Linked DNA regions of Mus musculus: regions 2, 3, 4 and 5 are each linked to region 1. The links are chromatin contacts, called in public HiCAR-type, HiChIP or PLAC-seq and promoter capture Hi-C maps. All regions are on one chromosome and are shown on one strand. The core of a region is the stretch at or near the end of the contact, and the rest is flanking DNA. Distances in the headings are between cores, read along the strand shown.

Region 1 (3,915 bases), core at 719-3,218:
AGGGAGAGACAGCTGGGTGAGTGGGCGGGCCCATCTCCCTCTGCCCAGAGCACTCCTCCATCGGGGCCTTTGCCAGAGCCCTCCTTTACAACGATTGTAGACACTGGCTGTGTTGCAAGGGGAGCTGGGTAGGAGAGGAGGGCACAGAAAGGGAAGAGGACACTGCCCTGCCTCACTTATGAGCATATCTCCCTGCTAATCTGATGGGCAAGTGGGTGTGTTCCCAGCCAACAGTGAGAGATAGCAGGCACTCTGGCCATGCCACAGCAAACGCTGTCTGTATGCCAAGCACCTGTCATGTGTACAGCACTGGTCTTGGCACTCTCCCAGAGTCTTACATCTCTCCCAGAGCCCCTAGAGGTGTCGCTGTCCCCATTTTACAGATGGAGAGATGAAAGACAAAGAGGCTCAGCAACACTTCCAACATCTGGATGCAGATGTGAGTCCAGATCCAGGCTCTTTCCTCTGCAGCCTTCCTGCCGCCTTGGTAAAGGAATGGGGAACAAAGGAAAGGAAGCTGGTAGTCTCAAATGACTTTGTTCAAAAATGATAGTGGAGCTAGTTTGAAAGACTACAAAAGAAGCCAAGGGAGGGGGGTGGACAACCATGATGGAGCAGACAGCTCCTGCAGGTGGCCACAAAAGGGAAACATACTAGGAAAGCCACCAAGGGAGGTGGACAGTGACCCAGGATAGCCACCCCTATCCCTGATCTCTCACTACCCAGTAGTAAACAGGCAGCCCCAAGCCTCCTACAACAGCAGAGACCTTTATCTGGTTACTGACCTGTAGGACACCTCCAGAGAGGACCAATGAGGACTGGCCACCTCTGCCCTTTGCCTTAGGTCAGCTAGGTCTAATCAGACCCTCCCATCCCCCAAAAGCAGCTCCCAGAGTTAGGACAATGGTCATCTAAACAACAAGCAGAAGGCCACCCTTCACCAAGGACCTCACCTAGCCCCTGGCTTAATCCCCACCAAACCTATGCCCAACAGACTTAGCCTGCACGTCAGCAGCAAACCTGGCATGGGAAAAAAGTCACACACAGCAGCCACATCTGCTGCCACACTCTGGAATAAATAAGAAACTGCACAACTGGGAACACTGGGGCTGGACCCCATCAATTCTGATCCCGTGCAACTGAGGAGATAAAGTCTTTTGGCCAGAAGTGCCAGCTCCCGAACTTGAATGGAGTAGATAAGTCCCTGTCTGCCCAGGTGCCAAGGCAAAGCCTGGTCAGGTCCTTTCCTTTTGAGTGGCATCACTAAGTTCAGGCAAGGGTCTGGGTTGCCAGGGTGGGGAGAGCTCTTCTCTCCGAAAGGATTCCAACCTAGTGAATCCCGGACATCTTAGACTTCACACACAAGAGGTGCCCGACAGACAACTCCTCTAATTTCATCGAAGAGCACAGCACACAGGACAGGGTTTGGCCCAAGGTCGCACAGTGACTTAGTGCCTTGAAAGAGCTAGGGGGAGTTTGCCAAGGAACTGTCAGGGACCCTTCCATATGCCACTGCCCCAAAAGAGAAAAACCTCCCGGAAATGGGAGGAAACCTGGGGCCCTGCCCCTGTCCCACGGCCCTGCTACCAGTCCCTGCCAGCCCGGAGGATGAATGTTGCCTTTGTGCCCTCAGCTGCCTCCCAAGGCTTCCAAGCAACCACTTCTTCCCAAGGGGGCACCTCTGGGGCTGCTCATGCTGAAGATCGCGATGACCAAACTTCCCGAGGTCCTCACCCTGAAGGAGAAGCGGTCCGCTGGGCACTAGCCAAGCGGGGGCGATCAGTCGCCCGCCCGCGAGGACAGTCCCTTACAGCCGCTTTTCAGCCAGGAGCGAGGGCCACAGACAGACCAAGAGCAAGCTCACCTTGGCCAGTGCCTCCTCCTGTTTGGGGCTCAGGTCACCGACTCTGCCGCTCATCGTGGCTCAGCCTTGGGGCGCGGTGCCTGCGGCAGCTGATGGAGCTCCGACTCGTTTGCCGCCGCCGCAGCCGCTGGAGTAAAGTCCCAGTCTTTGGCCGAGGCCCCGGGGCTGGCGGCCAAGACCCGCCTCTTAAAGGAGCCCGAGGGGCGGGGCGAGACGCGCAGAGGCCCTGGATTGGAGCCAGAATGCTTGCTCATACACCTGAGGAGCTACTTGGGTCTGGATCCTCATCCTAACCAAGAGGAAGCTGGAAAGCTCTAGCAAACGACGTCTTCTAAGGTGCGACTCCACAAGGCTGGACCGGGCTGCTCTCATAGCTTTCCTTACCCCAAAATGTTGACAGCTCTCTGGTGCCCACTGAAAAGGGATGCCCCTTAAGCGTCTTTCTGCCTGTAGGAACTGTGGTGTTCACTCTGCCATCTGCTTATGGTCACTACTACCAGCTCTGCTTGGGAGTGAGAGTTGACCCCCAGGGTTGCCGATGTAACTCAGTGGCAGAAGGCTTGCCACTGAGTTACGCGCACGACCTTAAGTCGGATTCCCAGCACTGCATGGTCATAGTGGCACATTCCAACACATACCTGAGATCCCAGCATTGGAGAAGCAGAAGTTCTGATCACCCTTAGCTTATTTATTGGGCTTGAGGCAAGCCCAGAATACAAACAAATAAACCAAATGGAGTGGACAGCCTTTTCCCTCTACCTGCAGAGCAGGCATGGTAAAGACCATGGCATCTAGCTGAAGAGAAAGGAAGACCAGCCTCCCCACTAAGACCCAGGTCTCTGCGTCTGATCTTCCCTGCTCTCTGGGAGCCACACCTGAAGCTCTCACATCTCAGTTGGCATGCTCTGCTTCCTCTGTGGAAGTGAGGAGGCTCAGGTTTGAGGGCCCGTGTCCCACGGGTGTCTACGGGGTCCTTTGCCTCACTGCACTGTTGCTTCTTCTCTAACCGAGGGTGATCATGGGCAGGAGGCTAATGGAAGTTAATGTACACAATTCTCAGGTTTGACTTCTTGTGGCCACCTCCTTGCTGTCCATTGCTGGCTGCCTAGCCAGATCTTGGCCGTAGGCTAGACAGAGAGGAAACCACACTGGAAGCCAGAGCCCACAGCAGCCCTGCTGTGCTTATCTGCTTCCCAGCTCTGGCCAAGAGCCTGCGGACTCCCCGCTAGTGACAAGTTTGACTAGTGAGTGGGTGGACTCTGACAGCTGTAGCCTAGCAGCCTCTTGTCCAGCCTATACCATCAGACTGCCTCCCGCCCCCCAGTTACTACTTCTGGCTCACACAATAGAGTTCATAGCCTTCTCCTGCTAGAGCCCTCGCCACTTTGATCTTACTTCCATGGTGATACCTGGTCACAGGGCCAGGGCCATTTTGTCTTCCTACTGTATGCCAAGCAGGAGGCATTGTTCTGGAACCCAGGAATATTTAGACACCACCTTTTGGTCCCAAACTTACTAAAGAGAACACAAGAGCAAGGCAGATGGCCAAGAAGAAGACAATCCTCAACTTCTTTCGGCACAGTAGCCTGAGCTAAGTTCTGGTGGCAGGTGCAAAGTGTAGCTACAGTCAGAGATGTGGAGGCAGCAGAGTGACCAGGGTGGGGCAGGACACGTGGTGCCTAAAACCTTGGTGCGACCTTCCTTAGGAACATTGACCTTCTAGACCGTGAGACCCACGGGACACACTGCCTTGCTTCAGTTATCAGAGTCCTACAAACCCTGCATCCTGCTCCTATAAACATGGATGGAGCATGGTGGAACACATATGTAATACAGCACTCAGGGCTAAGGTAGGAAGGCCAGCCTGGGCTCAAAGAATGACAAGTATTGGAGGGGAAAGCAGGGGGGACAGAAGGGGAGGGTCTTGACGCTCTGTGCTGGGGGTGGTCTGGAAGGAAAGTGAAGTCAGCCCCATCTCACAAAGCTCATGTGGCCTCGCCTAACAGCACAGCGGCAGGGATGGGGGCCAGGGTGGGGAATAGGCTCAAGGA
Region 2 (3,915 bases), core at 790-3,289, 1.7 Mb after region 1:
AGTCCTAGGTCAGTAACTGAACAGCAAGCAGATCTGTAAAGATAACTGTGGGGTAATGTGACCTTTTTTCCCCTGGGTGGACCCTAGAGATCAGAGAGATGCATGGGGTTAAGTTGGTGGTTCTTCACGTTTGAGTCGCATATCAGATATCCTATATATCAGATATGTACAGTGCCATTCATAACAGTAGCAACATTGCAGTTATGAAGTAGCAATGAGATAATTTTAATGGATGGTGGACACAACATGAGAAACTATTAACGAGTCACAGCATTAGGAAAGTGGAGAACACTGGTTTAAGTGATCTGTGACAAATAAATGACTGTTGGGGCTGTGGGGATGGCTCAGTGGGAAAGTGCACTTTTCGCACAAGCTTGAAGACCTGAGTTCAAACACCCAGCAACTGCTTCAAGAGCTGGGTTTGGCTCTGTATATAGCATCAGTACTGTGGAGCGGCGGAGACAGGAGGATCACTGTGGTTTGCTGCCTACCAGCCTAGCTCCAGGCTCAGTAAGAGACCTGCCTCTAAGGAATAGGGTGGATAATGAAAGAGCAGGATACTTGACACTGTCCTCTGGCCTCCAACAGCACAGTAGTATGCATCTACCCTGGCCCATGTGCATATACCACACACATAATAACCTCTCTTGGAAGATTTGGGCTTGCTAGATGGAGCTGAAGTTTCTTCTTGTTTTTGTTTGTTTTCGGAACAGGGTTTCTCTGTATAGTTCTGGCTGTCCCTGGAACTCACCCTGTAGACCAGGCTGGCCTTAAACTCAGAAATCCAACTGCTTCTGCCTCCCAAATGCTGGGACTAAAGGCGTGCGCCACCACTGCCCAGCCAGAAGTTTCTTTTTTAATACTTTTTTGAGAGAGGGACTCACTTATAGCCAGTAATCCACTATGTAGACCAGGCTGGACTCAAACTCAGAGATCTATCTGCCTTTGCTTCCCAGGTTCAGGGATTGAAGTCATGTGCCACCACACCCATCTTATTTTTATATTGTGTGATTGTTTAAGTGCACCATGGCCATACCTAGTCCCAGCAGAGACTAGATGAGGGCTAGGGCTGGAGTTACAGAGGGTTGTGAGCTGCCACATAGGTGCTAGGAATCAATCCTGGATCCCCTGGAAGAGCAGTCAGTGCTCTTAACCACCAAGCCATCTCTCCAGCCCCTCCACCCCTTTTTTTGTCTTTGAGATAGGCTGGAACTCAACTATGTAGACCAGGCTTGCCTCTGCCTCCCCAGTGCTGAGATTAAATACACGAACAACACTTCCAGCCCCATTCTTGCAACATTTTAAATGTAACTTCGACCCCCACTGTTCTAGTTTCATTTCTGTTGCTGTGATAAAATGCCCTAGCTAAAAGCAGTTTAGAGAAGTAAGGGTTCGTTTTAGTTTACGACAACAGAGTATGGTCTCTCATAGGGACGTTCAGGCAACTGTCTGGAAATAGAAGTGAAGCACAAAGCAGGTTCTCTTCATTACCCCACTATCACATCAAATATTTCATTTTACTTTATTTAGAAGATCTAGGCAATGCCCAGGCCGGGCTAGAACTCAAGCTTCTGCCTCTGCCAGTTGCGCGCTAGGATCACAGGCTTGTACCTCTACGCCTAACACAGCAGATTCATGTTTTTTTCCTTTTCTTCTTTGGTTTTTCCAAACAGGGCTTCTCTGCCTAGCCCTCGCCATCCTGGAACTTGCGCTGTACACCGGGCTAGGCTGGGGTTGAAGGCGTAGCCATCATGTCCGACTATCAGATGAAATTTCCGAGGCGCCTGCGCGCATACAGCTTGCTCTTAAACAAAATACATTAACTAATGAGAGACGAACCAGCGTGAAGCTCTAAATCGAGCCCACGCCCTGCAGATGCGGACGAACGAGGACCTACGGGCAGGCCCGCCTCTCGTGGATCTTCATTCACCAGCACCCCGCCTCAACTTTACCCTCAGCCTAGCTCGCCTTCTCTCCACTTCCGCTTCCGGCCTCTTGGGCGCGGCTTCTGCACGTCAGAGGCGAGGCTTCCGGCCTCCGGGGCGGGGCTTCCGGCCGTCACTGGAGGCCGGCAGAAAGCTGAAGCTGCTGCATCGCGGGGACCGTGGGGCGTGCCATGGCGGTGAACCTGAGCCGGAACGGGCCGGCGCTGCAGGAGGCCTACGTGCGCGTAGTCACCGAGAAATCCCCGACCGACTGGTAGGCAGCAAGGCGGGGCCGGAGAGGCGCCAGAGCGGGAAGGTGGAGGTCGCGGCGTAGCCGTAGTATTGCAGGATCACCTGTCCACCTTCCTGAAGCCTAGCGAGATGCTACCCCACCCTCGCCACCGCCGTCCCCCCGGCGAGTACCCCCGGGCCTCTCCCCTGCCACCTAGTGGTCGGTCGGCTCTGCCCTGAAGATCTCTGCCTGGTTGTGCTTTCTGCTTTCCGCCAGGCTCTGCGTTTCTGGGACCTCACTGGACAAAGGGGTCCCGCGCAGTTCCCCAACTCCCTGGAAGGCGGAAACCACGTCTTCTAAACCCTGAGTTCAGGAAGAGACCTTGAAAGCGGCGTGAGCAGTGGGTTGAGGTCATGAGCTCACACAGGGCTCAGTCAAGGATGTCACAGGTCTGGGTCCCTGATTCTGGGACTGAAAATGGGATCCTGTCACCTGTTTGAGAAAAGGCTCCATCCTTCCTTCACCACCCCAGGAGCCATTACAGTACTGTGAACTAGATCTGAAGTTTCTGGAGTGGCCCTGCTGAGCCCTCTTAGGTTTCTGCTACATGCATACCAGTCTATAGTAATTCTCTTTCACTTTCCGTTTACTTAACATGCTTCCGTTAGCCAGTTTTTAGTGCTTCAGTTTCTCAGACATCTGATGAGTATGGCAGGTGGACAAATTCTGGGGAACACAAACTGGACTTTGGAGTTCTGGTGGGGCCACCACTACCCTGTGGTCAGCACTGAGGGGCGCTATACTGAGTTTGCCTGTGTTGAGTCTTCCCTGGAGACTTCCCCTATTGCAGAACTCTGGCCAATCATCTCTTCTGTTCTACTGTGTTGTCTCTCCTCTTTATCTTTTGGCCCTCTAGTCGTCTCAGAACCATCACTGTTTGGGGAATACCTCACAACCTAGCTAGCAGTGCCCTTCACCCATGCTTATAACTCTTCACTGACCTTGCTTGCTTTGCTTGCTTGCTTGCTTTTGAGACTGTGTAGCTCTGGCTGGCCTGGAACTCACTGTGTAGACCAGGTTGGCCACGATCTCACCTGTGTCTGTCTCCCGAGCACACATTGAGCCTCCTACTAGAATCATCTGCTCCACCTTGGTCTGACATTGTCCTGCCTCATCCACCCATTGTTCCTTCTGAGGGTGCAGATCTTGCTCTTTCCCCATACACTGTTCATCTGCCCCAGCAGCCATGCTACTGCCCAGCTTCCTACAGTACTGTATGCAGACGGTGCTGCCACTCCAGTTGAACGAGCCTCTGGCCTCCACCCTCACTGTCACAGCCATTTCAGTAGTCACTCAGCAAGATTTTTGTGGCAGGTCCCCACTCGCTAGCTGAGAGAATATCTGGGCCATCTTAACTTCCCTGCCCATAAATGCAGTGTCTTCCTGTTGCACTTTAGTAAAGCCCAGACTCTTACCCTGTCTGCCCTGGTTCCTGTTGCCCCTCCTGCTTACTACTCTGGCCACACCTGTTGACCACCCTTGTACCAAAGTCTTTCTCTTCCTCAAAACTGCAAGCTAGTTCCTCATCAAACAGAACCTCTGATCTTGCTGCTTCCCCTGCATGGAACATACATATACATCATCTTGATTGCTTCTTGTCCTTTATGTCTCTATGCTAGGGTTGTCTTCTCAGAGAGTCCTCCTAAATTCCTAGTACATGGGCCACATGCATGCCTTCAGAGGCCAGAAAAGACTGTG
Region 3 (3,915 bases), core at 740-3,239, 1.6 Mb after region 1:
TATGTATGTAATATATGTGTAATAAAATGAAAAGAATCTAAAAAAAAGAAAGAGTCAAGGTGTAAAGATATAGAAGATGGGGCTGGAGGGATGGCTTAGTGGTTAAGATCACTGGCTGCTCTTCCAGAGGTCCTGAGTTCAGTTTCCAGCAACCCCATGGTGGCTCACAACCATCTGTAATGGGATCTGATGCCCTTTTCAGGTGTTTCTGAAGACAGCCACAGTGTACTCATATACATTAAATAAATGGTTTTTTTTTTTAAATGATAGAAGGTGCAGGATGGGTAGATCTCTGTGAGCTGAATGAAGGCCAGCCTGGTCTACAGAGTGAGCTCCGGGATAGCCAGGGCTCTACAGAGACCCTGTTTTGAAAGATCTGCCTGCTTCTGCCTCTAGAGTGATGGGATTAAAGGCATGAGCCACCACCACAATAGCATAACTAAAGGTAAGGAAGTAAAACTTAAAGACAGCAGACCCTAAGGGATCACAGAGAGCCCTGAATGTATTCCCACAGGCCACAGATCTTCCTTGTGGAGTTTTGGAAGAGGGTGGAGCTTGGTAAGGCTTATAGTTTAGAGGACAGTTCATGACATGTGTTTAGGATAAACTAGGAGAATAGGTGAATGGCATATAGGAATCTGGCTGGGAAACCATTTAAGTGTTCGATTCATTGTTTTTGTTTTGGGCAGGGTTTGTATGCGTATGTGCAGGAACATGACAGAGGCCAGAGTAGAATGCCAGATATATGACAGAGTAAATGCTACTCTTTGTGCCTTACTGCTTTTGGTGCAAGGTCTCTCACTGAACTGGAATCTCACTATCTATGCTAAGGTAGCTCCAGGGATCCTGTCATGCCGGCTACCCAGTGCTGGGGTTAGAGACATGAGTAGCCAACCTCACCTTTTCTGTGGGTACTAATGATCTCAGGGCCCCATGCTTGCACCACAAGCACTCCTATCTACTATCTCCTCAGCTCCTCTAGTTTTAGATTTTCCTTTGGGGATCTTTCTCTCTTTCTTTCTTTCTTTCTTTCTTTCTTTCTTTCTTTCTTTTTTTGGTTTTTCCAGACAGGGTTTCTCTGCATAGCTCTGGCTGTCCTGGAACTCACTTTGTAGACCAGGCTGGCCTTGAACTCAGGAATCCGCCTGTCTCTGACTCCTGAGTGCTGGGATTAAAGGTGTGCGCCACCACGCCCGGCTTTTTTTTTTTTTTTAAGACATGGTCTTACTCTGCAATCCAGGCTGGCCTCAAACTCACTATGTAGCCCAGTCTGGTGTTGGAACACCTTTGGTCCAGAGCAACTGCACTAGCATACCCTATTAGGTTTATCTGTCTGGAAACAATATATATGATTATTTATATAGAGAGTCCAGATTCTTTACTGTATGAGGCACGCTGATATTATGTATTTTGCCATATTCTATTTCATTTCCAAGATGTTGGCTACAATCTATTACACAGATTTTGTGACATACCACTAAGTTCTTTACACTTGGTCTTAAACAGTTCGATGTCTTGGGGAAAGGGAAGCAGAGTTTAGCTTGGGATGTGCACTTTCAGGCTGAGTCTCAATAGCGGCAGTGCATTGAAGCCAACTAAGTACTACTGAAAATGCAGCTCTCCAGACATGTAGATGCATCTGTGCTCAGCACCTACGCGTATTCAGAAATATCTGTAACACTTCTGCCCAGAAAGCATATAAAAGTGAATGTATACTTACAGCGCTGACAACCACTAAGCTCAGGAGTTAAGTGACAGCCTGGGGAGGAGCCCAGGGAGGGGCAGAGAGCATAGCGTGTGGCACCTGCGGTTTCAGGCATGTCCTGGTGCCCAGGCCCCTCGCCTAGCAGAAACCAGAGCCACAGGGCCGTGACCGTGGCCGAGTAACTGACCGTGCGCGACTCCGTGGTCAGACCCAGGACTGCTGCGCGCACTAGCTACCCACAGCGCACCGCGGCGCGCACGCGTAGAGCGCCGTTCCCGGCGTGCAGCGTTGCGGCCCAGGCGGCCGTCTTAGTCTGCCCCGCAGGGCCGGTGGGGCACGAGCAGCGGGAACATGGCTCTAAAACGGATCCAGAAGGTAAGAGTGGCGGAAACGGGGTCCTCCCGCCCGTCCACTCTGCGGGCTGTCGCAGCGAATAGAACCCCGCGGCTGAGGTGCGGCAGGGCGCACTGACACTTGCCCCGCGCGAGTTCCGCCGCGGTCGGCGCAGACTTAGGAGGTGGCTGAGTGCCTCTGGCGGGCGACTCGCGGGGGCGGAGTCATGCGACCGGGTCACGTGCGCGCGCAGCTTTGGGCGGAGTTTAGGGAAGCAGAGGGGTGTCTCCCAGGGTGCCTAGCACGAGAGGCTGAGCTGCGGGAGAATTTCATCCCGTAGGTTTGTATTAGCCCATTAACCTAGAGCCTGGTAATTGCATCTCAGAAAAAGAAGCCACCAATCCACCCTTTACCATTTGTTAACGTTTTAGCCTATCCACTTTTCGTCCTTTTCCTAAAGAAAATTATTTTATATTTCTAAGTTGTTTTTTGTTCCGTTTTGGTTTGGTTTGGTTTGGTTTTTTGAGACACGGCCTCCTGGCAGACCCAGAACTCGCTATGTAGACAAGGCCAGCCTCAAACTCACAGAGATCCTCCTGCCTCTGGTTGCCGAGGGGCGTGCACCACCATACCCTGCATTATACTGTAATTTATGATCCATGTTTTCACATAGTATTAATAGTTGGAATTTTTTTAAAGATTTATTTATTTATTTATTTATTTATTTATTTATTATATGTAAGTACACTGTAGCTGTCCTCAGACACTCCAGAAGAGGGAGTCAGATCTCGTTACGGATGGTTGTGAGCCACCATGTGGTTGCTGGGATTTGAACTCCTGACCTTCGGAAGAGCAGTCGGGTGCTCTTACCCATTGAGCCATCTCACCAACCCTAGTTGGGATTTTCTATACTGCAAAATGGTATTTATAACCTCTTTTTTAAAGGATTTGGGGCCGGGCGTGGTGTTGCATACCTTTTATCCCAGCACTTGGGAGGCAGAGGCAGACGGAGTTCGAGGACAGCCTGATCTACAGAGGACAGCCAAGGCTATACAGAGAAACCCTGTCTCGAAAAACCAAAAAAAAAAAAAAGATTTGCTCACTTATATGTGGGTGTAAGGTGCCCTGTGTAGGTGCCAAGAATCATACTCAGGAGCTCTGGAAGAGCAGTTCATGCCCTTAACCACTGAGCCATCTCTCCAGCCCTATGACCCTAACTTTTAGCATTAGCATGATTCTTTCCACCAAGTGGATCCAGGTTATGTGTCTCAATTAGATTTCTGTCGCTGTGATAAACACCATAACCAGAAGCAGCTTGGGAGGAGAGGGAAGCCAAAGCAGAGACCTGGAGGCAGAAACTGAAGAAGAGGCCATGGAGCAGGGCTGCTTGCTGGTGTGTGCCAGTTTGCTTTATTCTATACCCCAGGACCATGTGCCAGTTAGGGCACCGTGCACAGTGGACTGGGCTCTTTCTTCTACATCAGTCAAGTAAATGTCTCAGACATTTGTCTACAGGACAGTCTGATGGAGGGATTTGCTGGGTTGAGGTTACCTCTTCCCAAATGACCCTCCAAGTCGATTGACCCCTTATCAACTTAATATACCAATAGATTGTTATTAAACCATAATCTTTTCTTTTTTTGTTTATCCCCAAGAGCTCATAATAATATCACAATACAAAATACATTGCAACTTTTAAATAATGTGCTTGGTTTTTCTTAAGTTCTTTTGTGTATTGGTGTTTCCTCTGCATGAATGACTGCATCGTATACATGCTTGGTACTCTGTGGAATCCAGAAGAGGGTGTCAGATCCTCTTGGACTAGACCTTCAGATGTTTGTGAGCTATCATGTAGGGGTTGGGAGCAAGTACTCTAG
Region 4 (3,915 bases), core at 692-3,191, 1.6 Mb after region 1:
ACAATATAAGCTTGTTCTACCTCGGCTGGGGGCCTTGTTCTGCCCACCTCCCTGAGTGACCTTGAATGACTTGGAGGTTACAGATAAATTTTAATCATACATTGTAAGCATATGCAAGGGTTGAGGGGTTGAGCAGACAGCAGGGTGGGTATAGTGTCTGCCCTGCAAACCTGAGACGGACCTGAACCTGGAGGCCCAGAGCTCAGGACAGTGGTAACAGCATCTGCAACCCCCACGCTCCCACCGTGAGATGCAGCCAGAGGCAGGACAGTCTCCAGACCTTTGTATGCCAACTACCCTGGCACACAAAGGTGGTGACAAGAAAGAGACCCTGCTTCAAACAAGATGAAGGCAAGGACTGGCCTAAGGCGGTCATACACGGACACCTGCACTCACACGTGAGCATGCACATACAAATGTGGATAGACAATTTATTGTCCGGGAGTCAAAACTCCAGCATCACTGAAAGATAAACAGGCAGGTGACAGGTGCACACCTATACTCGCAGCACTGAGAAAAATGAGGCTGGCGTGTGAGAGTTCCAGCGCAGCCTGAGGTACACTGCCACACTCTCTTAAAGATGGTTCAGCAGGCAAGGGTGCTTGCTTGATCCCTGGGGCCCCATATGGTAGGAGAGGGCTGACTCAGACAAACTGAACACATCCATACATATACACACACAACATGCATACTGAAATGGAAATGAACAAGAAAAATACAAAATAGGAAGTAGGGGGAGAAAAAAAAAGCCTAAAAATACGGGTTCTGTGAGCCATGAAGACTGTAGCACATTCCTGCAGTTTTGTACTTGGGTGAACACCGCATTACATAGGGCACACTCTTCCAGGTCTAGGATCCTATGTAGACTTCACTACCGCATCGCCTCCGGGCTATTACACATCTGTAAATTATGGCTTGCCAAAAAAGCACTGTCAAACCTTGTTTGTAAGCATGCAAATACTGTTCTATGGAGGCTCAAATGAGACTTTAGCAAGAAATATTCAAATTCCTTTCAATATGCAAGAATTCCTTTCTTTCACCATCCTAATATGCCCATCACTCATATGTTCTGTTGTCGGTAACATGTACAGTGTGTGTGCAGGCTTGCTCCCTTGACAGACGCATGGAGAAGACCAGGGGTTAACAGCCAATGTTTTTCCTCTATCACTATTTGCTGCTCGTTTATTTTCTAGCAAAACAGCTGCTCTTCCAAGACTGGCTGGCCAGTGACCCCCAAGAACCAAATATCTCCTTCACCCTCACACCCCTTGAGCTGTGGCACCAAGTGCTCATTTAGGAGCTAGGCTGCACCCTCATGCTAGAGCGGCACAGCATTTAGCAATCTTTCCAGTCCCCTAACTAAATGTGACAGGGTCTCAGTAAGTAACCTTACCTGGCCTTAAACTCAAGATCGGCCTCCCGAGCGCGTTCGCCGTCACGCCCGGCCTCCCACCCAAAAGTTCGGCTCTTTGCCTTGAAGAGTACGTTCAAGAGTGACCCGTGCCACCAGGGTGGCAGTCCTTCCCAGGCGCCCTCACCTGTGTGCAGCGACAGCCAGCCCTTTCGGTGTGCGATGTAGTGCGGGGCGTGCGCCTCCTCGTAGCTCACCGGCTTGTTCCCCTTGGCCACGCGGACTCGCGCCGCCCGATTCTAGGAGCGAAGGTGCGGTCACGGGGAGACCCAGCCCAGCCGCCCTCGCGGCCCCCAGACCCGGCCGCCGCACTCACCTTGGCGCAGACCGCGGAGGTGTGCAGGGTGCGCCAGGCGCCAGGCAGCTCCCGGCTGCAGGCCAGCACCTGCGGAGAGGCGGGGAGTGAGCGGACACCGGATGGCGCCCCAGCCCTCCCGCCCGCGGCCCACTCACCCGCTGCCCTAGCCCGCGCACCGACGCGGACCACGCCATCTTGGGCCGGCGCGACCCGGGACGCGTCAGTGCGCAGCCGCAGGAAGGCGGGGCCTCAGAGCAGGAACTAACGGGAACACGGGCGGGGGCGGGGCGTGGCGAGGGAGAGGGCGTGGCGTGGGTCGGAGTGTGGGACGTCCTGCAATTTTCCTGATACTGTCAGCTAGTCCTTGGTCGGACCTGGTGTTGGGTTTTAAATGCGAAAATTTGGTGATATAAAACTGAGGTGTGGGGCTGGTGAGATGGCTCAGTGGGTTAGAGCACCCGACTGCTCTTCCGAAGGTCCAGAGTTCAAATCCCAGCAACCACATGGTGGCTCACAACCATCCCTAACGAGATCTGACTCCCTCTTCTGGAGTGTCTGAAGACAGCTACAATGTACTTACATATAATAAATAAATAAATCTTTAAAAAAAAAAAAAAAAAAAAAAAAAAAAAACAAAACTGAGGTGTAGCTGGACATGGTGGCGCACGCCTTTAATCCCCGCACTCGGGTGGCCGAGGCAGGTGGGTCTCTGAATTCCAGCCTAGTCCGGTCTACAAAGCGAGTTCCTGGAGAGTCTGAGTTACAGAGAGAAACCCGTTCTGGCAAAACAGAACAAACAAACAAAAGCCATGAAGTTTTTATCCTCATAGAGAGGTGGTAGAAACAGCTTCAATGTCCTCTAGAGAATTGAAGAGAAAACGCGCCGGCCCTCAGGCCCCGCTGTTCCGTGCTTGTGCTCCTACCTGAGACCGCGTACTCTCCAGGAATATCCAATATGACAGCGTCAGCCTCCTTTGGGCTGGGAATAGTCATTTGCCTTCATGCTGAGCAGATCCCAGAAAAGGGGTTGCTGGGTTGGCTCCTAATCATTTAAAGTAAAGAGGCAGTGTGTTGAGGGTCTATTTCTGCGGTGGAGCCACCCAAGGAAGAAAATTTTAAATGGCAAGGAAATTTATGAGGCTAGAGCAATGTCGTTGTAATTATTATTGAGTAATTATTAATGGCAAGGGGGGAATAGAATCGTGAAGAACTCACTCTACTAAAGAAAGCACATGGACTCTAGAGTCTGACTCTCATTATAACAAAATATTGAATGAAGGGATTTTTTGTTTTGCTTTGGTTTTTTGTTTTGGGGGACTGTTTTGTTTTGTTTGTTTTTGTTTTTGAGACAAGGGCTCTCTGTGTAACAAATTCTGGACTCAATTTATAGACCAGGCTGGCCTCAAAGTCACAAAGATCCACCTTTTCTGCCTCTGAAGTGCTGGGATGAGGGGTGTGCCACCACACCTGGCTGGGAACTCCTTCAAAGCATCCATGGGAGTGGACACTTACACTCTAATGTCAGTGCTTGGAAGGCAGAGGCAGATGGATCTTTTATCAGTTCAAGGTCTACATATGGAGCTCCAGGCTCCAAGGCTACAGAGTAAATAAACCCTGTCTCAAAATAAAAGACCATGACCAGGAACTAACTGGTCATTCTTAGAAATAAGTCAACTCCTAGACAAATGCGTACAGGTTCTCTGGATAAAATTGTCATTCTTCCCTTGTTCACGGAGAGGGCGTTGCTTTGGAAATAACCCCAGTGCTTCCTGCCTGCGGCAGGCAATACTGTTTTCAAGACAAGATCTGATGGATCCCAAACTGACCTAGAAGTGTACCACAAACTAACTTTGAACTCCTGATGCTCTGATCTGCTGAGGTATGTGCCACCTTGTCTGCCATAGGTCATCAGTCTTTCTCCACTCGTGTCTTGGCTAGATTTGCTTTGATTTTGCACTTACCAAGAGGCAAACCTGTTATATTTGTACAGTTGAGCGCTGGTTCCATTATCCATTATGTAGACATGAAACATCTCACCCACAGAGCTAATGAGATAGCTCAGCTGATAAAGAACTTGCTGCCCAAGCCTGTTGCCTGAGTTCTGTCCCCAGAGCCCTTGTAAAGGTGGAAGGAGAGGACCACCCTATGATGGTTTAAATGAGAATGACCCCATCAGGCTCCAGATGGAGAAGCTCTCTCTCTCTCT
Region 5 (3,915 bases), core at 648-3,147, 1.3 Mb after region 1:
CATTTCTAAAGCCATCAGGGCACAGGGAAAGCCTCAAAGAACGACAAGGACTCACAAGAAGCAAGACTTAAAATTCAAACTCTTCTTAAAGCCTGCAATAGAGTTGTTTAGGTATCTTCAGCCAAGCATCCTCTCTAAAGCTTGTATATTAATGACAGTAACAATAACATGGGGGGGGGGAGAACAGCACCGTTAGCAACATCTGTAGTCACAGAAATTGGTCAAACATGTATTTCGCTTTCTATAGATAAGAATAAGAGCACCACAAAACAATGCTTTCTAATCACAGCCATAGGGTCCTCCTCCAGCTTTGGAAAGACACACACCTTTAAGGAGCTACACCGTATTGGCCCGTGTCCCATCAACTCAAAGCTCTGCGTGCAGCTTCACCCTCCTGTCTACACTCGGAGCTGCTCTGAAGTCATCCCACACAGTCCCTTTTCTCTTCATAATTCACCCAAGAGCAAAGCACCGGAGATCCAAACTATAGGCCTCTAAAGTTCCAAAAGATTCAAAGACGAGCCAACCGTATCAGATCACTCCTACCAGAGGTGCGCCTAACAACCATAAGTGCGCTGCCCTGGAACATGGTAGTGGATAAAAACCATCGTCGAGGGAGCGGGAAATCTATGCAGCTATCCATCCGCTGAGGCTTCGACTGAGAGTCCCTCCTCAAAGACTGGGGACAGCTCAAAGCTCTCCCTAGCCAGCCTCCTTTGGGACGCAGCCCTCTTTCATTTGGAGCAAGGTGGAGGCCCTGTCAGTGAGAGACCCTGGCTCGGGTTTGCAGGCCTCTTCGGTATTAGTCCTTGACCCAGGGGCGAGCCTGCGGTCTTTCTCATCCCCTGTAATCTGAGGCACGGCCACGACAGTGCTCTGCCAATTCCCACTCCTCAGCCAGCTCCGCCTGCTCCCTTCCTGCTGCTGCCCGTCCAGAGCCCTGCCAGAGGGTTGGTGTCTAGGTAAGGCTGCCAGTAGATTTCAGCAAAAATAACCTGAAGATGTGCACCCCGGCAACTGGGTCGCTCCGAAAACGGAGCAAACGTGGATGGAAAAGCAAAGCCTGCGACCTCTAAGAAGTCGCTCCATCCTTCAACTTGTCTCGCCTTTGCAAAGTTGGCATTCAACAGGTAGTTCCCGGGACTTTCACCTGAGGGAGAAAAACGTCCCGCCAACTCAAGAGTGCCGCCCAGGCGCCCATGCCCAGCTCAGCGTCCCCACCCCCACCCCGGCGCGGTGCACCCACCGGAGGCCGAGCCCCCACGTGCGCTCGCCTCAGCCGCCGTGCCCCGGAGGCCCCGTCCCGCCCGCCTGGGAGGGATGCCGCCGGGCTCCGCGCCTCCCCCCCGCCCGCCCGCCCGCTAGCCCGCGGCGGGGTCGGCGGGCGCAGCCCCCGGAGCCATCTTGTGGCGGCGGAGCGCGGGGCCCGGGTGGCTACCTGCACGATCTCGCCCTCGGCGCTGAGCATGGCCCCGGCCCGCGAGAAGCGGCCCGTGAGGCCGGTGGTGTGGGTGGTATAGTCGCCGCTCGGGCTCGACTCGAACAGCACCACCTCCACGAACGCCGTCTCCTTGGCCCGCGCCGCGCCGGGCCCCGCGGCCGCCAGCAGCAGCCCGAGAAGCAGCGGCAGCGGCGGCGGCGGCGGCAGGCGACGACCGCGGGGGCCGCGGCGGAGGCGGCGGCGGCGGCGGCCCGGGGCCCCTGGGCGCCCGCCCGAGCGTGGCCTCATGGTCCTGCGGCGGGAGGGCGCGGAGGGCGGGCGCGGCCGGGCATAGTCGCGGGCCGGCGGAGGACCGAGCGCGGGCGGTCGCCTCACAGCACCATCGCGGCGGCGGCGGCTTTGTGGGTCGCAGGCTCTGCTCCGCTCCCCCGGCCGTCGCGCCGCGGCCCTTTCATCTGCTCCACGTGAGGGGTTATCCCCGCCCCCGCAGCGTCGTGACCCGCTCTCCCCTCCCTCCCCGCGCTCGGCCGCGGCCACCTCCGAGGGGAGCGGGTAGGCGGGGCGGGCGCGCCTGCGGCGAGAGGCGGGGCCCAGAGGCCTCGCCCGCCCCGCCCAATCGACTGAGTCCCGCCCCGACTCCGTTCTTAGCCACGCCCCTCCACCCTTGCTCCGCCCAGGTAGTCTTTTTCGGTCACGCCCCTTCCTCTTAGCCACGCCCCCTGGTCTGTACTCCGCCCTCCGCGGCAGACATTTCTCTTGGCAGTTGCTGGAGTACGGGGAGAGTAAGATCCTCAACCTGTTCCCGGGCGGTTTCGCCCCCTCGGCGCACCCTGCTTTGGTGCCGCAATTAGAGTCATTGGGGCGTCAAAGGCCTCGTCCTTCCGTCCAAGGATGCTTCATCCGCAGCTCCGGCACTGCTGGCCACCCGCACTCGGTGCTCGCGCCCTACCACCTCCAGGGACCGCGAAAGGCCCCGGGCGGTCAGTGGCAGTTTGCAACCCGCCGGGACACGTCCAGTTCTTACGTGGGTGTCACATAGACAGTTACCCTCAACTAAAGGAGTGAGGACAGGTGGCGGAGAACTTGAAGAAGTTATCTAGATTCTAATGGAGTTCATCTTTCCGCAGCCCTGGAGACCGTCTCCAACACTCCCTTCAAATCTCACCATGTGCAGAAGGGCGGAAGAGTCAACACGCTTAATGCACAGACTTCTGGTTGCCAAACATACCAAAGACACGTGCTCCGAACCCAGACGTCCCCAGTCACCCAGAAGATAAACTTTTAATTCTCTTCCCCTTTTTGGAACAGGATTTTTCCTTTCTCAGCAAATCTATGAGACTCACAATCCTCCTTTAAAAGCCACATTCAATTTCTACTTCCTCAGTCGTCTTCCCTCCCTGACCTGAATGGCTTTGTTTAAATATTTGCAAATATTTGGTTAGGGTGATCTGCTTCTACTTGCTACCACACCCAAAATATTAAGACAAAAAGAAAAGTCATTGAGTGTTTCCTTGAGTAATCAGCGCATCGAGGTTACAGTTTAAACTGAAAAGGAATGTTTTGCCAATGTGTTGAATAGAAAATACAATTGAAAAGAAATTCACAGAACTGTGTTACTGTGTTTGGACCACCCAAAGCTTTGGCACAGAAGGTAACTGACAAAGCTAGAGTCATTAGTTTCCCCCAAGCCAAGCTTAATCAGTACTGACTGCTCGGGAGCACTGTCATTTCCAAGGATTGTGACTTTACCCACTAAGGCACAGTCCAGTCTTTTTTTTTGTTTTGTTTTGTTTTTTTTTTGTTTGTTTGTCTTTTCGAGACAGGGTTTCTCTGTGTAGCCCTGGCTGTCCTAGATCTCACTTTGTAGACCAGGCTGGCCTCTAACTCAGAAATCTGCCTGCCTCTGCCTCCCGAGTGCTGGGATTAAAGGCGTGTGCCACCACACCTGGCACAGTCCAGTCTTTAAGGGGAAAGCAATTATTATAGCCATGCATAGCTAGCGTTGCAATCCTTAGAAGTATGAAGTCATGAACTGGTGAATGAATATGCAAATATGGTCTATCCATACAATAAAATCGAATTTTTAACATGGTAGAGTTTCAATCGGGGCTGGTGAGATGGCTCAGTGGGTAAGAGCACCCGACTGCTCTTCCAAAGGTCCGAAGTTCAAATTCCAGCAACCACATGGTGGCTCACAACCACCCGTAATGAGATTTAATGCCATCTTCTGATGCATGTGAAGACAGCTACAGTGTACTTAGATATAATAATAAATAAATCTAGAAAAAATATATTAAAAAAAGTTTCAATCTTCAATTGCATTTTAAATAACAAAATCAAAGACAAATAAAATACTGAATATTGAATGAATGCGACAAAAATATACTCAGTGAAGCATATAGCCTTTCCATTTGTATGAAATGCCAAGAATATAGAAAAATGGAAAGGTTAGTGATCACCAGATACTGAACTGG

What was found. Promoter capture Hi-C pulls out the DNA fragments that hold promoters and counts their contacts. HiCAR-type assays count read pairs that join an accessible place to other places. HiChIP or PLAC-seq counts read pairs in DNA pulled down with a chosen protein or histone mark.
Region 2: a promoter capture Hi-C map of liver shows a contact between it and region 1, with 8 times the contacts expected there. The contact joins the promoter of Dbnl here to the promoter of Sec14l2 in region 1. A contact is called at or near these places in 2 of 39 promoter capture datasets (both in liver), 2 of 115 datasets of contacts at active chromatin or transcription factors (astrocytes and hepatocytes) and 1 of 9 other capture datasets (liver).
Region 3: a contact with region 1 is called in a promoter capture Hi-C map of liver, with 4 times the contacts expected there. The contact joins the promoter of Ube2d-ps here to the promoter of Sec14l2 in region 1. A contact is called at or near these places in 2 of 39 promoter capture datasets (both in liver) and 1 of 115 datasets of contacts at active chromatin or transcription factors (astrocytes).
Region 4: a contact with region 1 is called in an H3K27ac HiChIP or PLAC-seq map of hepatocytes, with 35 times the contacts expected there. The contact joins the promoter of Mrps24 here to the promoter of Sec14l2 in region 1. A contact is called at or near these places in 3 of 39 promoter capture datasets (hippocampal neurons, liver and pre-B cells) and 2 of 115 datasets of contacts at active chromatin or transcription factors (astrocytes and hepatocytes).
Region 5: a contact with region 1 is called in a HiCAR-type map of astrocytes, with 5 times the contacts expected there. The contact joins the promoter of Znrf3 here to the promoter of Sec14l2 in region 1. A contact is called at or near these places in 1 of 39 promoter capture datasets (liver) and 1 of 115 datasets of contacts at active chromatin or transcription factors (astrocytes).

Annotation. Positions count from the first base shown.
Region 1 is chr11:4,116,761-4,120,675 of GRCm38.p6, forward strand. It overlaps Sec14l2 (SEC14-like lipid binding 2), which reads right to left and starts at 1,969. Exons shown (of 12, transcript NM_144520.2): 1 at 1,865-1,969. The coding sequence starts at 1,918. It overlaps Gm51934 (a long non-coding RNA gene), which reads left to right and starts at 1,589. Exons shown (of 3, transcript XR_003949841.1): 1 at 1,589-2,200.
Region 2 is chr11:5,786,444-5,790,358 of GRCm38.p6, forward strand. It overlaps Dbnl (drebrin-like), which reads left to right and starts at 2,040. Exons shown (of 13, transcript NM_001146309.1): 1 at 2,040-2,199. The coding sequence starts at 2,117.
Region 3 is chr11:5,760,161-5,764,075 of GRCm38.p6, forward strand. Ube2d-ps (ubiquitin-conjugating enzyme E2D, pseudogene) reads left to right here and starts at 1,990. Exons shown (of 7, transcript NR_015577.1): 1 at 1,990-2,080. It also overlaps a transcript of Urgcp not described here.
Region 4 is chr11:5,705,760-5,709,674 of GRCm38.p6, forward strand. It overlaps Mrps24 (mitochondrial ribosomal protein S24), which reads right to left and starts at 1,942. Exons shown (of 4, transcript NM_026080.3): 1 at 1,865-1,942; 2 at 1,728-1,796; 3 at 1,539-1,650. The coding sequence starts at 1,903.
Region 5 is chr11:5,442,950-5,446,864 of GRCm38.p6, forward strand. It overlaps Znrf3 (zinc and ring finger 3), which reads right to left and starts at 1,898. Exons shown (of 9, transcript NM_001080924.2): 1 at 1,439-1,898. The coding sequence starts at 1,729.